2 separate regions of the Mus musculus genome follow, and region 1 is linked to region 2. The links are chromatin contacts, called in public HiChIP or PLAC-seq maps. All regions are on one chromosome and are shown on one strand. The core of a region is the stretch at or near the end of the contact, and the rest is flanking DNA. Distances in the headings are between cores, read along the strand shown.

Region 1 (7,374 bases), core at 4,144-6,643, 340 kb after region 2:
TAACCATTTAGTGATAATGTGAATGACAGAGAGACAGAGAGCAGAAAGAATGAAACTGATGTCCTAAAATGTATGGACCATAGTCTGTGCAGCTAGACCTCGTCCCTTTAGCTTCAAGGAAGAATGTCTGCACGGAGGTCATTTCTCTCCGAAGGTATTGGATTTCATGCAGCTAGAGGTGTTTCTCATTAATTAGTGTCTGGTTGGACAAACAAGGTTCTAATTTGAAATAGGAAAAACTGTGGTGTCTATATTTTACTTTGGTTTTAGGGTGTTTTGTCTAACATAAAGTTCTCGAAGGCCAAAGGTCTCTTCTCCTCACTTTCTAGCTTAAATGACTGTGTTCATAATTATTCACTGAGATTTCTGTCTATTTTCCTTGGTTTTAATTATTATATCTTCTAACTGATACTAAAGTCAGATAAAGCAAGTTAGAAGGAATGCCAAGCTAGACTTGACCCAGGCATGCCTTCTTACTATAGACACCAGGTTATTATATTTTTAAAATGATAAAACTATCTATAGATAAATAAAAATAAATAACATAATATATAACATAAATAAATGGGCAGTCAAAGGTTAGGACAGACACTTAATAAAATAAAGAAGAACTGAAAATCAGGATCAGTAACAAAATTACTTATAAAAATAACAAATTGAATTAAATAAAATGTAAGATTATATAGTATTATCAAGTTGGCTCTTAACTCTTAATGTAGAGTTTAACAGGTGGAAATATAGAAGCATAATAACGAAGCATGGAATATAATAAAGTGAAAACTCATGTGATTATTTTATTAAAGGCAGAGAAAGAACTTGGTAAAATTAAACACTGCTTTACAGTAGAAGTCTTGAAATTAAAGTACAGAAATACCATACAAGTGCATGATAAAACCTTTGCATGCCAAACTAATAGCCAATAAAATACAAAGTTAAATAAAGCTTTAATGCTTACAAAAAGGAGAGAAAAATGTCTATTCTCACAACTCCTTTTCAGTATAATAGGAATTTTAGCTAAATCAATTAAAGGGAAACTAATAAATGCACAGAGATAAATCTAATTTATTCCCATTTACAGATTATATGATTCTCTACTTAGAAAAACTGAAAGACCATTTAAACTGGTAGATGAGTTAATTAAGGTAGCAGGAAACAAAATCAACACATAAAAATCAACAGCTTTTCAGGGTTGTCTACTCTGCATTGGACAACTCAGAACAACACTCATCCTTGGGAGAGGCTAATTCTCTCAGAAGTCACTAGAAGCCGTATTTTGGCTAGAGGTGGGATCCAGTGAAAATTCTATCTTCCATATGTCCACCGTACTTGCATACATTCTATGTTTGTCTGTCTGTCTGTCTGTCTTTCTCACTCACATACATACACACACACACACACACACACACAGGCACACACACACAGACACACAGACACACACACTATGTTTAGCAAAATTATAAGTAGCTTCTGCTTGTTCTTAGAAATATTAAAGTAGGTGTTAGAACCCTTTGTGCAGCCTCCACTACCCCATCCCACACACAAACTTGCCACCTCCTCTTCCAGGGTCTAACCAGCGTTACTGATGTGCCACATGCCTTTAATCTCAGGATTCAGGAGGCACAGGCAAATGGATCTTTGTGAGTTTCATGTCAAACAGAGCAACATAGTGACACCCTGTCTAAAAAAATAAAGACATCTTTAAAAAAATAAAGTATTGTTTCTTAGGTATTTAATTTCCTCATGAAAGAATACTCTACAAAGAAAATAATAAATGGATATACACAAAGGTGCATATATTTTTCTAAGATACCTTCCGTACACACTGATTGATGATATATGAACGTATTTTCCTAGGGTGCTTCTCTTGGAAAACTATATATTATTCTTCTCTGTTGTTACAATATGATGTGATTAAATTTTATTTACAGTGGCTGACTTGCGTCCCGTCAAGTTACTTTTTATGTAAGTAGGAGAAATGTAATGTATAGAAATATGTTTAGAATGTTAATTTATCAAATACTTGAAATTATTTGAAAAGTTCATTTTTTAAGAGTAAACAGAAGACAAATACCATTAGTTTTATAGAATTTAACTCAAAAATGGTCTTGTAATTAGAAATGCCTTAAGTAATTTACTTAACAAAAAAATTATTAGAATATAAGATCAATTAGTGGATATCCATCCGCATTAGTTGTGTTGTCAATTTTACACATCTGGAATCTAAGTTCAGATCAGCCCATCGGGCACTGTCTTGATGATAGTTGGTTTAAGAAGGTCCAGCCCACTAGAAATAATGCCATCCTTGGTTAGGTGGTCCTAGGCCATGTAGGAAAGGGAGCTGACCCTTACCCTAGAAACAGTAAAGAGCAAGTGATATTCTTAAAGGTCCTGCCTTGGGTTCCTTGGCTTTGCTCCATAACTGGGCTATATAACCAGAAGCTAAAATCAATCTCTTCTCACCCACTTTGCTTCTGGTCAGTGTTTTATCACAGCAACAGAAAAGCACTGCATTAGTACAAAAGGCACTGCTTCATTCTATTATTTTTGACTAAGTACTAAGTTTTAAACCTACTGCAATACATAGGAACTACCTTCACTTAGTTTTTTTCCTTGAATCTCTTCAGATATGAATTTCTAGTGTAATGTGAGTTTTACAACATAATATTCTTGCCTAAATCATATAGCATACATTTCAAGTCTTCTCAAATACAATTTCAATTTATTTTCTAATATATTAGTTTTCTTGTTCTAGACCCAAATCATACTCAGTGGTTCACTAACTAAACTCAATTTGTATTAAAAAAAAAAAAAACAAAAAAACCAGGCCTTAGATTGTATGGTGCTCTCTCCCTGAAATTATCTTCTCTGAAAACCATTGCTTTTCTTCAAAATTCTGAATCAGAATCAAAATCTATTTTTTAGCTCTCTCTCCCTCTCCCTCTCTCTCCCTCTCCCTCTCCCTCTTCCCTCTTCCCTCTTCCCTCTCCCTCTCCCTCTCCTCCCTCTCCCTCTTCCCTCTTCCCTCTTCCCTCTTCCCTCTTCCCTCTTCCCTCTTCCCTCTTCCCTCTTCCCTCTTCCCTCTTCCCTCTTCCCTCTTCCCTCTTCCCTCTTCCCTCTTCCCTCTTCCCTCTTCCCTCTTCCCTCTTCCCTCTTCCCTCTCCCTCTCCCTCTCCCTCTCCCTCTCCCTCTCCCTCTCCTCCCTCTCCCTCTCCCTCTCCCTCTCCTTCCCATAACACCCTTTTGAATAACCTTTATTAAATTAAAGCTAATTTTTTTTCTCTTCAGCAAATACAAGCTTCATAATGCTAGGAACCATATTTTGCCATATTTTTCACCCTAGTACTAGTTCAACTTACACAAACATCACAAAAATTATTTTGGGTCAACTGTGAGAATTAGATGATAATTTATTTTTAAGTTATCATGTAAAAGGATGAAACATACTAAATACATATTGATGGAATGACATTAGAAGTCTTGGATGGGGGTTGAAGGAGTGGCTCAGCAGTTAAAGACATGTGCTCTTGCTTTTAACTTTTAACTTGCTTTTAAGGACACATGTTCTATTCCCAGCCCCCATATCATTGCTCATCTGTAACCCTAGTTCCAAGGTACTGACACCCTCTTCTGACCTCCATTAGACATGCATATGATGCACACACACACACACACACACACACACACACACACACACACACACAGAGGCAAAATACACCAACACATATTTTTAAAGTCTTAAATAGTTAAAGTCAATTGAGCACGTGGAACAACAGTCTGAAATGCCTATGGTGTTATATGTTATTAGTCCATTAAAGGAATGGACGTCTAAAGCATCATATTTTGGCTATTACAAAATTAACTTACTTTTAAAAAGAGCTCAATATTAGAATGATCATCATTTTATACCACAGCCTTTTTCCACAATATACTCCCATTTGGTTTTATGGCTTAGTAAATTAATTCACTCTGAGAGCATTGATAAGTCACTAAGTGTTTTCTTGCCTAAGTGAACTTTTAAATAGCCCTGTGGCTCAAAATCTATCATTTGGAGTTATAATTGTTTCAAACTTAACATTACATCTCACAAATGATATTGCAGTTGCCTTCTAGGCACCCTTTAGTATGATCTAATCCCACAGGTCATTTCTTTATGCTGGATAGACATGGTAAACACATTTGGACTCAAACACTCCTAGGAAATGTCCCAAGTTTCCCATAGACTACACTGCTCCAGGATATTAGCTTGTCTATCATTTAAGTCTGTGAATTTACAAAAGGTATATAAAATTTGCAATGTGTCATTTTGGAAGCCATTTGCACACCAAAATACACAAGCTAAAATTTTGTAAAATGTAAGGTTCATGCCATTTGCATGGAAAACCATAAGCAATAAAATAACACTGAAGTTTTGTTTCTGGTTTTTGTTTTTGATGGTTTTGCTTCTATTTACTCCATTGTGAGGTGTTTTAATTGCAACATGGCCCATTGATGTCATATAATTCCATGACAAGTTACATTGTTTATATTGCACTTTCCATTAGGTAATGCTATGAAAAGGAAAGACAGATACAGAAATATCATCTTAAAAGGCCAAGCCAAGTTGATGGCATACATTGAAAAAAAATATTTTCTAGAATATTGTCAGTGAGTCCTCAAGACATGACTATTTCCCCTGTGGACTATTTGTGCCTGTGTTTTCCATCCACCTACCTGTGGTTGGTTAGATCATTTCCCTGCATGTTTTCTGTGAATAAAAAGAGCACAGGGCATGTCAGGAAAAACAAAGTATAAAGAAGTTCAAATCCTTCCTTTTGGCTACTTGAAAGTACCTGCAGGATGAAGCTTATGGTGGGCTATAACTGCAGGTGTTACCTAAGTTGAAATATAATAAATATTATATTAGTTTGTCTAAATTATTCTATGATTGGGGCAGCTGCGGAGTAAGTAATTAATCAAAGGCCCCCAAAGCATAAGAGCATAATTCCTCCCCTCAACTAAAAACACCAGCAGTTAGAAGTATTTCATAGCCAGGTGACTTTAAATACAAAATAAAAATCACTTTCTAATTGGTTGGTTAAATTAACGTTCTAGCTACGCTTTTAACAGAACCTCAGTCTAAATCCCAGCGAGGAAGACACTGTTCAATGATAATTCTTGGATCGGTGACACTTCCTTGTTTAGTTTATTGAAATGTCTCTCAATAGTCAGATCCTATAATCGTAAGGAACAGTGAAGAGAAATATGGGAAAGAAGAAAGTAAATATGTAATTTAGAGTTTGCTCAGGATCCAAGAGTTAACTCCCTTTATTGAGGAAAGTTGAGTCATGGGCAAACCACAGGTGGTCAGGGAGTGGGTGCACCATGACACATCTGTTTCCCGTTAAGGCAGCCTAAGCCATTCTAAGCCTTTACTTTTTCTGAATGAAATACATTCATGTGTGAGCATGTCATAGCCAGTGCGGGGGAAAAAACACTCATTTGCCCTGGCACAGCATGAACTTATGATGGGTCCAAATGCAGGACAGGGACTTCTTGCCTCATCTGAGGAGGAGTTCTCCTGGTAAGTACATGGGACTAACAGAGACTGAATTTTCCTATACTTGGTGCCCTCAGTAATGAAAAACAAAAACAAAAAATGGAAAAGCATTTTTTTACAAGCTTAAGGAACAACAGTCTGGTTTAATGAGATTTTTCACCCAAAGTCATTATTACATTTTATATTCATTGTACGTATAATATACGTACATATTACATACAGTTTAGTACCGTCCTCCTTTCTCCTGAAGACAGAAAGCAGCAAGAATGTTCTTAATCAATAGGAATTAAGGTGTCAGCACTTAGATTCACCTCCCATTATGATAGCTGTACTTCATATCATAGGTGCTTCTCAAATTCCAATACAATTTAGATCATTGAGTATTTTTGTGAAAATTCAGATGCTGATTCAGTAAGCCTGAGGTTTGGCTCAATATTCTTATTAAAATTTGACTTTTAAATAATTCCCAACAAACTGTTGTTATAAAAAGATGTCTGTGTGTTTCAAATAGAGCGTCCTAGGGCCTGGTCTTCCATAGGAAGGTCACTATAACCAACTCAATCTAAAGGCAGCTGGAGTTTATCTAAACTTGGTTCTATCTCTTAATATATATATATATATATATATATATATATACATATATATATGTATATATATATGTGTGTGTGTGTGTGTTTGTTTATACACATACTTTTTTTATGAGAGAAGTATTTGCTTTTAAGAACAGGTTATGATTTAAAAAGAAACACTATATGTCAACTCAATCTCTATTCTTCATCATAAACTAATTTCTCAGCCCTCTCTTTGTTGTTCTTTCACGTCCAGCAAGATTACCTACATCTCATGTGGTCAGCCCACATCCTCCCACATCACTTGCTTATTTAATGTTCATACTATGACTTGGTTACTGTTCCATTGCTGTGAAGAGACACCATGAGCAAAGCAAATAGTATAAAGGAAAACATTTAATGGGAGGCTTGCTTACAATTTCAGAGGGTTAGTCCACACTCATCATAGCAGGAAGCATGGTGACAGGCAGGCAGGCATGGCACTGGAAAGGTAGGTGAGAGCTTACGTCCTCATCCTCAGGCAAGAAGCAGAGAGAGATTTAGCTTAGGCATGGTATGGGCTTTTGAAATGTCAGAACCCACCTCCAGTGGCACACCTCCACATCCAGCAATGCCCTAATCCTTCCCAGAACAGTCCAACAACCGTTAAATATCTCAAATATCTATCCAAACACTTAAATATCTATGGGGGCAGTTCTCATTCAATCCACCATAGGCTGTGTGCTGAAAAAGACAATTTTCTGAAGTAGTTATATTATTCAAAATAAATCTTGCTGTGATAGGCAAAGTCTCACTGAACTCCAGCTTGCAAGAGCTGATCCTTTTTCTTAATCTGTCTTTTACTTAAAGAATTTAAAAATCTGTGAAAATCATCCTTTACCGATTGAAATACTCCGTAGATGATACCCAAAAGAGTTCTCATGTAAGACAGCTTTCCTGGAATATTTTAAAGGCAGTTCACAGGTATAAGTAATTATTTTAAGAAGGATACAAATAATGAGAAGTAGTGTTCCATGTGGCTAATTAGGCTGTAACATCACTTTGTACCATAATAAGGTGAGAGGATCACTGGATCTTGACTTATCATCATCTGCGCTTTTGAATTTCAATGCATTCTCCTTAATGCCATTTTTTTTCTTTTTTTCCTGTTTCTTATAGTCAAAATTATATTAAGGTTACTTTAAAAAAAAAGATGGTGCCTTGAAATCTGCCACAGACTTGAAAATAACAACCCTTTATCTATATATAATCCATGGGGCTGTTGAAGGG
Region 2 (6,902 bases), core at 72-2,571:
CCAGGGATCCATCCCATAATTAGCCTCCAAACACAGACACCATTGCATACGCCAGCAAGATTTTGCTGAAAGGACCTTGATATAGCTGTCTCTTGTGAGGCTATGCCGGTGCCTGGCAAACACAGAAGTGGATGCTCATAGTCAGCTATTGGATGGAACACAGGGCCCCCAATGGAGGAGCTAGAGAAAGTACCCAAGGAGCTAAAGGAGTCTGCGACCATATTGGTGGAACAACAATATGAACTAACCAGTATCCCCAGAGCTTGTGTCTCTAGCTGCATATGTAGCAGAAGATGGCCTAGTTGGCCATCATTGGGAAGAGAGTCCCCTTGGTCTTGCAAAGTTTTTATGCCTCAGTACAGGGGAACACCAGGGCCAAGAAGTGGGAGTGAGTGGGTAGGGGAGTTGGTGGGGGAGGGTATGGGGGACTTTTGGGATAGCATTTGAAATGTAAAATAAGAAAATACCTAATTAAAAAAAAACCTGTACTTTGGCATTGATCACTGCTGACCACACTCCTGTATCTCCCTAAATATTGATGCTGGGGACAGCTCTTCCTATCTTAAATCAAGGATCTTTACTTTTAAAACTTGGAATTTAGTGGGGTACTGTATTTATAGATGGAACACAAAGTGAATTCTGGTATCAAATGTTGGTATTTTGGACTCTTACTAAGGAGAATTCCGCTTTTCATAAAGCCTAGAACTAATAAACACTCCAGTTTAGAGTGGCACACTTCAGTGTAGGGTGGTGTACTCCAGTTTAGGGTGGTCTTATTTTCCCATTTAATCTAGATACTCCAGAGTTATTGAGGACCCCATCATATGCAACAGGGACAATTTCAATTAAAAATGACATAAACAAGCTTTCCACAAAGGTCTTTAGTGACATATTATAAGTCACTATCAATAATCTAAATTTCCTTAGCACTCAGATCTACTATATGCTGTTTTTGTAATGAATAGAAATAATAATCTCTCTTAACTACATTTCATGTTTTTTTTTAACCTTCAGACAACTCCATTAATGAGTCAGCCAATATAAACAAAACTGTTTCAGAGTCATAAGCCCTTATTTTCATTCCTAGAAGCTTGGTATGCTGAACGATCTTTTTATTTACTTATTTTTACTTTGATATCAAGCCTAGTGGTTTTTTTTTTTATGGAAACATAATTAGGCCATTGAGAAGCCTGTAAAGCACAGGTTAAACAGCAGTCAAAACAGCCTTCTCGAAGAGGAAATCATTGAAAATACGCTGCTTCTCCCTACACATCGCAGAGATGACCTTTGAAAGCTTGCTTTGTTCGTGGCGCTGCCGAGAAGCTAGCTGGCTGGTGACTAAGCAAGGGTATATTGAGAGTTTCCCACACACAGTTTAACACACAACACAGCAATTTGTATTGGTAATAAAAAAAAGAGAGAGGAAGAATGGAAAGAGAGATAAAAAGGTGCCAGGCTTAATTTGCCAGCAACTGCATCTCAAAGGGGGAACAGGTGCCCCTGAATATCTCCATCAACTGAAATGTATTTGAATTATCCAAGAGAAGCAAACGCCACACATGAATTCAGACTGCTGCAGAAAGGTTGGGCTATGAATTGCCTTCCCTCGATCCCATGAAAACCCACCCACTTTCTCAGGTTACACCATATCTCACCACAAATAACAGGATTTCATTTACTTTCTGTTTATTAGAGGTATTTCAAGAATGTCCCAGTACAGGGGAACGCCAGGGCCAAAAAGGGGGAGTGGGTGGGTAGGGGATTGGGGGGGTGGGTATGGGGGACCTTTGGGATAGCATTAAAAATGTAAACGAGTAAAATACCTAAAAAAAAAAAGAATTTCAAGTCTATTTCTGATCTCTATCCTTTGCCCAGTGTTTCTTGTGTGTAGGGAGGAAGAGTTGGAAATGAAACAATTTTTTTTTCTAAATTGACTTTGTGAGTTAACTCATAAAGCAATGAGTTTCACTATGACGCTTTCTCTTATTATGTAACACTTCTCATATGTGCATGCCATGATATTTTTTTCTCATGCATGCATGCCATTATATGATTTTGTTCTGACTCATCCCTCTCCCAAATTCCTCTGGCATCCCAACTGTGTTGCTTTTTCTGATTATATTTCTCCCTACCTTTGTATGTTGCATGCATTTCATTATCCTCTCTTCTCCCTACCACAGGCATCAACCTCTTTCTCCTCTCACATGATACCCTATGGGTTTCATGGGGCTAAGGGTGCAGTATGTGTGTGTACACGTATGTACATATGAACTACTGTGCGCGCATACACACAAACACACATCTATGTCTAGACTTTCCACATTAGAGAAGGCATGCATTGTTAGTTTTTCTGCATCAGGATTATTTCACTGTGACAATGACAATCTCCATTTGCATCCACTTTCCTACAGATGCTATGGTTGCATTTTCCTTTGTGGCAGAAAAAAAAACCCTCCACAATTGTCTATCTACTTTTATGGGACTATGGATGCATGTGAATGTGTGCACATACATGCACTCACATTTGTTCATATCTAGACTCCTCATCTTAGAGAAAAACATGCACATCCAATCTGGTTCTATTGCCTAGGTACTATGAACAGTGCTATAGTAAGCATCGTGTGCTTGTGCCTCATAGCATGCTGACTTAGAGTCCCTTGAGAATACACTCGGTAGTGATAGAGTCCTTTTTAGTTTGTTGAAGAAATTCCACAATGATTCCCACAGTGGCTGTTCAGTACACATTCCCACCAACAGTGTATATGTTTTCCTCTTCTCCCTATCTTCACTAGCATTTACTGTCATGCATTTCCTTGACAAGAGCCATTCTGTCTGAGGTGGGAACGTTCCCAAACAGTTTTAATTTACATTTCCTCTATGGCTAAGTTTTGAATATATATATATATATATATATATATATATATATACATACATACATACATATATATATATATATATATATATATATATATATATATATATATATATATATATTTTCAAGTACCTGTTCGCTATTTATTTTAGTTCTTTTGAGAATTGTCTGTCAAGGTCATTAGCTCATTTACTGACCTGATGGAATTTTTATGTTGAATTTTTACAGTTTATATATTTTAGATGCTGATTTTTTTGACTGATGTACACTCAGCGAAGATATTTTTCTCTTTCATCGTATAACCTGTTTTTTAAATAATAGACTACACTCTCACCAACAGCACAATCTTGAAGACATGCACTCAATGTTTCTAACAGCCTTAAATGTAGGGGAACATATCTCTAACTTTTATTCATGTAATGACTACTATATAATCAAAAATATATCAAATTCTGCTTTAGTCCTGACAAATTTTCACTGTCTCTCACAGGAGTTCTAGCCACATAAATGAGCTTTGGATGAACAGTGGATTATTAGACAATACCAACTCAAGTCTGTGCTCCTGAAAAGGCAAACACAAATCCAGCAGTGCCTCAGTCACAGGCCAAGATGATGACACGTTCGTTCATAGATTGGCAAAAAAGCTGGCTAGCATTCAAGAGTGATTTATAAGTGAATTTTCCTCTGCAGAACAAAAGGAGTGGAAAAAAATTTACACAAATGGGAAAAGGACTCTTGAGGGAGAAGGAGAGAGGAGAATATGGAAGAAACAGAAGGAGGGCAAGGAGAATAGCAGTATACAAGTGGACTGAGAGAGGAAAGAAGAAAACTGAGGGATTCTTGGGGAAGCGGAAGGAAGGGGGTTGAATACAAAAGAAGGAGGGAGGTGTGTAAAATACCAATAAAGATTCTGAAACAGCAACAAGAAATCAGACTAACTATCCAAGTATAAAATAACCCCATAATACACCTAATTTCATATTTAAACATACATGCATAGTTTTAGCAAACTTTTCTCATCTGGGATGAGCATCTTCCCTCCAAGTGCCAAAGACCACATAACAAAAGTATCAATACAGACACGAGAAAGATGTCTTTTCACTTGTTTTGTCTAAGAGACTCCCAAAGCATACAGTCTATTACTGTTGCCTGTAGTTACCTCCCTAGGGGAGGAAGTTAGTTCCTTTTGCTGATGACACCATGAACTCTGTAAATCCTGAGCTGGAACTGCCCTGAATGTCCCCTCCCTGATGACTAGATTTCTTGGTATCAGAAGGTACTATGTGAGCTTCTACAAGAGGGAAGCAACCAATTGTCCTATCCAACTGTGATTCCTATGAAGTGCATCTACAAAACAATAACTGTTGGTACCGGAGTAGCCCACACACCTTAGTAGTAAGCAACAGCTCTCTAATTGGACTGACATTCTGTTAAACAAGAAGAAAAATCATTTCTGCTAGTGGAAACCTAGCTAACTATGCACTGCTAATGAAGCCATGGTCACTGTAGGAGAATCTATAGTTAATAATTTGGTAAACCAACCTATTCTCTAACAATATAAACTTAATTATGTACACCCACAGATTAGAATAGTCTTCACCTTTCATCAAGGAGACTTCTCTTTGCAACAGAGTTTACTGCAGAAAACTACAACCAATCAAAATGAAGAACTCTAGAGCCTGGTCCCAGTGGATACATCTACAAAACACTCTTGCGTCCTAGACTCAGGGCATTGCAGAAAAGGTGGTAATAAGAGTGTCAGAATCAGAGAATCAGGAGTTTTCTGTGAGGTTGTGTCTCCTAGTAATATCACACGCTCCACCCATAGATGGTCATTAACATGACTGCCCAAACGTGAGCTGAACAAGGACAACACCAATGGACAGCACAAAGGGGATGGAGAAAAGCCCAGGAAGCCTCAACCCTAGACATAGAGGTGTAGGCAACTGAAGAAATCTAGGAATGGAAGAGGTGGTCTTCCCCACAGAAGAGCACACCAGTTGGTTGTTTAGGGCCAAATGGTCAGCCCTGAAAATGTACATACAAGTAATGTTATATGTACTGTGCAGGTAATATTGAGGAATACACACACACACACACACACACACACACACACACACACACACACACACACATATATATATATATATATTAGTAATTAGTAAGTAAAAGAAGTCATGAATTTGAAGGAGAATGGAGTAGGCTATAGGGGAGGGTTTGGAAGGCGAAATGGAAGGAAGCAATGTTGGAATTATAATCTCAAGAATAAAATAGAAATATCTCTCACAATTATAAATTTTGTATGTTTCCATGTAACTCTCTTTTAAAACACCATAACCATATAAAATAAGAACTATAATTTTTATCTTGTATAAAGTATTCCCATGTACTATAAATTCTTTTTAGAGAGTGGGTTCCAAGTGACTGTTTTGTAAATTCTTCACAATGCAGGGAGAATTTTTGTCTGAAAGAAAAAAAATGCATTATTCACAGTACACTCTTTCCAGACTATTGTGTTCTGCATCTTCATGACTTTTCTGAGCTATTTTGCAGCTCTGTGAATTGTAGATAACACATAGCAACAATAAATATTTGAAAAAATAATTTTTGCCATATATGTGTAAGTAAATTATATGTAGTGGATGTTCACTGATCTGCTTCCTATACCGTGAAAGCAGACAGATTTCCCTTTATTTATCCTATGTTTCAATATCCTGACATTTAGGAATTTTTTCTGGGGTCTGCTCAGTATTATGAACTGACTGTCACATGTGACTAATGCATTTTTAAAATGAATTAAATATAATAGGAAGCATGCATTTAATTTTTAATATTCTCTATTTCTCTCTCTCTCTCTGAGACAGGGTTTCTCTGTGTAGCCCTGCCTGTCCTAGAACTTTCTCTATAGACCAGGCTGGCTTTGAACTCACAGAGATCTACCTGTCTCTGCCTCCCTAGTGCTGGGACCAAAGGCGCTCGTCACATGCCCAGTTATTTTCATGCCCAGTTATTTTCTATTTGTATGACAAGTGTCATTCTTTGCTTTTACCTTCTTTGAACAATATTTGTAGCAGTATAAGGAAAAGGTGGAATTTTGAATGGGAAATATTATAATAAAGTATACATGATCTCTGATCTTCCAGCTCAGATGTGACCAGCATTCTCTTCTTGAGTGATTGATGCATTTAATTTTTCTCTCTTTGACTCAGCTGCTTTGCCATTTTTGTGTGTTTGTTATGTTTTTGAAAGCGTTATGCTATGGAGCCCAGGCTGACTTTAAACTTGTGACCGTTCTGCCTTAGTATTCAGACTTCTGGGATTACAGGCCTGGACCACCATCTGCTTCTTCCTTTCTTTCTTTTGACAATTAAAACTCCTCTTTTTTCCTGGAGTGGTAAATCATGTCATTAATTGTCTATTTAAGTTAATAAAGTTCAAACAAATAATCCTAACATTTCATATTTTCAAAATGGTAATTTTTTTGCTTCAGAAACTGCTGAGCACTCAAAAAATATAAATGATAATTTATGTGTAAGTTTAATTTTGTTTGCCCCCAAAGGCACAGAATCTCCTCAGATCACTTAATAAATACCATACATTTCCATATTCATCCCTTTTGGAAGTTAATATTTTCACGGAGACCATTCATTGAAAACCACTATGTTATATTCAACGGAGACATTCCATAATAGCTAATAGATAAAAACAGATTTTTATACTTACTGTGCCCCACCAGAGAGCATCCGCATATGTCGAAAACTCTTTATTGGCATCCTTTTCCACAAGATAGACAAGGAAGGATGAAAAAATAAGAACCAGAAATCCAATGTACCAGGCTGTGATTAATTCCTAGGTATAAATGGAATGAAACATTTTAGAGGTGACAATATTTTTTTGGAAATGGAAACATGAACTCTACATATGGTTCAATCATGCTCCTATTTCTAGGAAATATAACAAAGGCTTTAAAGTAATGCATTACGCATCAGGGCTTCAAATAGCTTGAAACACAATCTGGAGCAACTGCCTG

The links. HiChIP or PLAC-seq counts read pairs in DNA pulled down with a chosen protein or histone mark.
Region 1: a FOXA1 HiChIP or PLAC-seq map of pancreatic cancer cells shows a contact between it and region 2. The contact joins two enhancer-like sites. A contact is called at or near these places in 1 of 484 Hi-C or Micro-C datasets (cortical neurons) and 3 of 115 datasets of contacts at active chromatin or transcription factors (bone marrow-derived macrophages, cardiomyocytes and pancreatic cancer cells).

The regions. Positions count from the first base shown.
Region 1 is chr1:21,831,173-21,838,546 of GRCm38.p6, forward strand. All of the region lies in intron 1 of Kcnq5 (potassium voltage-gated channel, subfamily Q, member 5), which reads right to left. Among named protein-coding and RNA genes, the nearest start is that of Kcnq5, 130 kb to the right of the region's middle. Within about 2 kb of position 5,394, at least 25 of the 459 cell types and tissues checked have an H3K27ac peak or open chromatin away from gene starts, as enhancers often do. A contact at or near this core is called in pancreatic cancer cells, where this site is marked.
Region 2 is chr1:21,498,705-21,505,606 of GRCm38.p6, forward strand. It overlaps Kcnq5 (potassium voltage-gated channel, subfamily Q, member 5), which reads right to left. Exons shown (of 14, transcript NM_023872.3): 5 at 6,596-6,721. Among named protein-coding and RNA genes, the nearest start is that of Khdc1b, 120 kb to the left of the region's middle. Within about 2 kb of position 1,322, at least 30 of the 459 cell types and tissues checked have an H3K27ac peak or open chromatin away from gene starts, as enhancers often do. A contact at or near this core is called in pancreatic cancer cells, where this site is marked.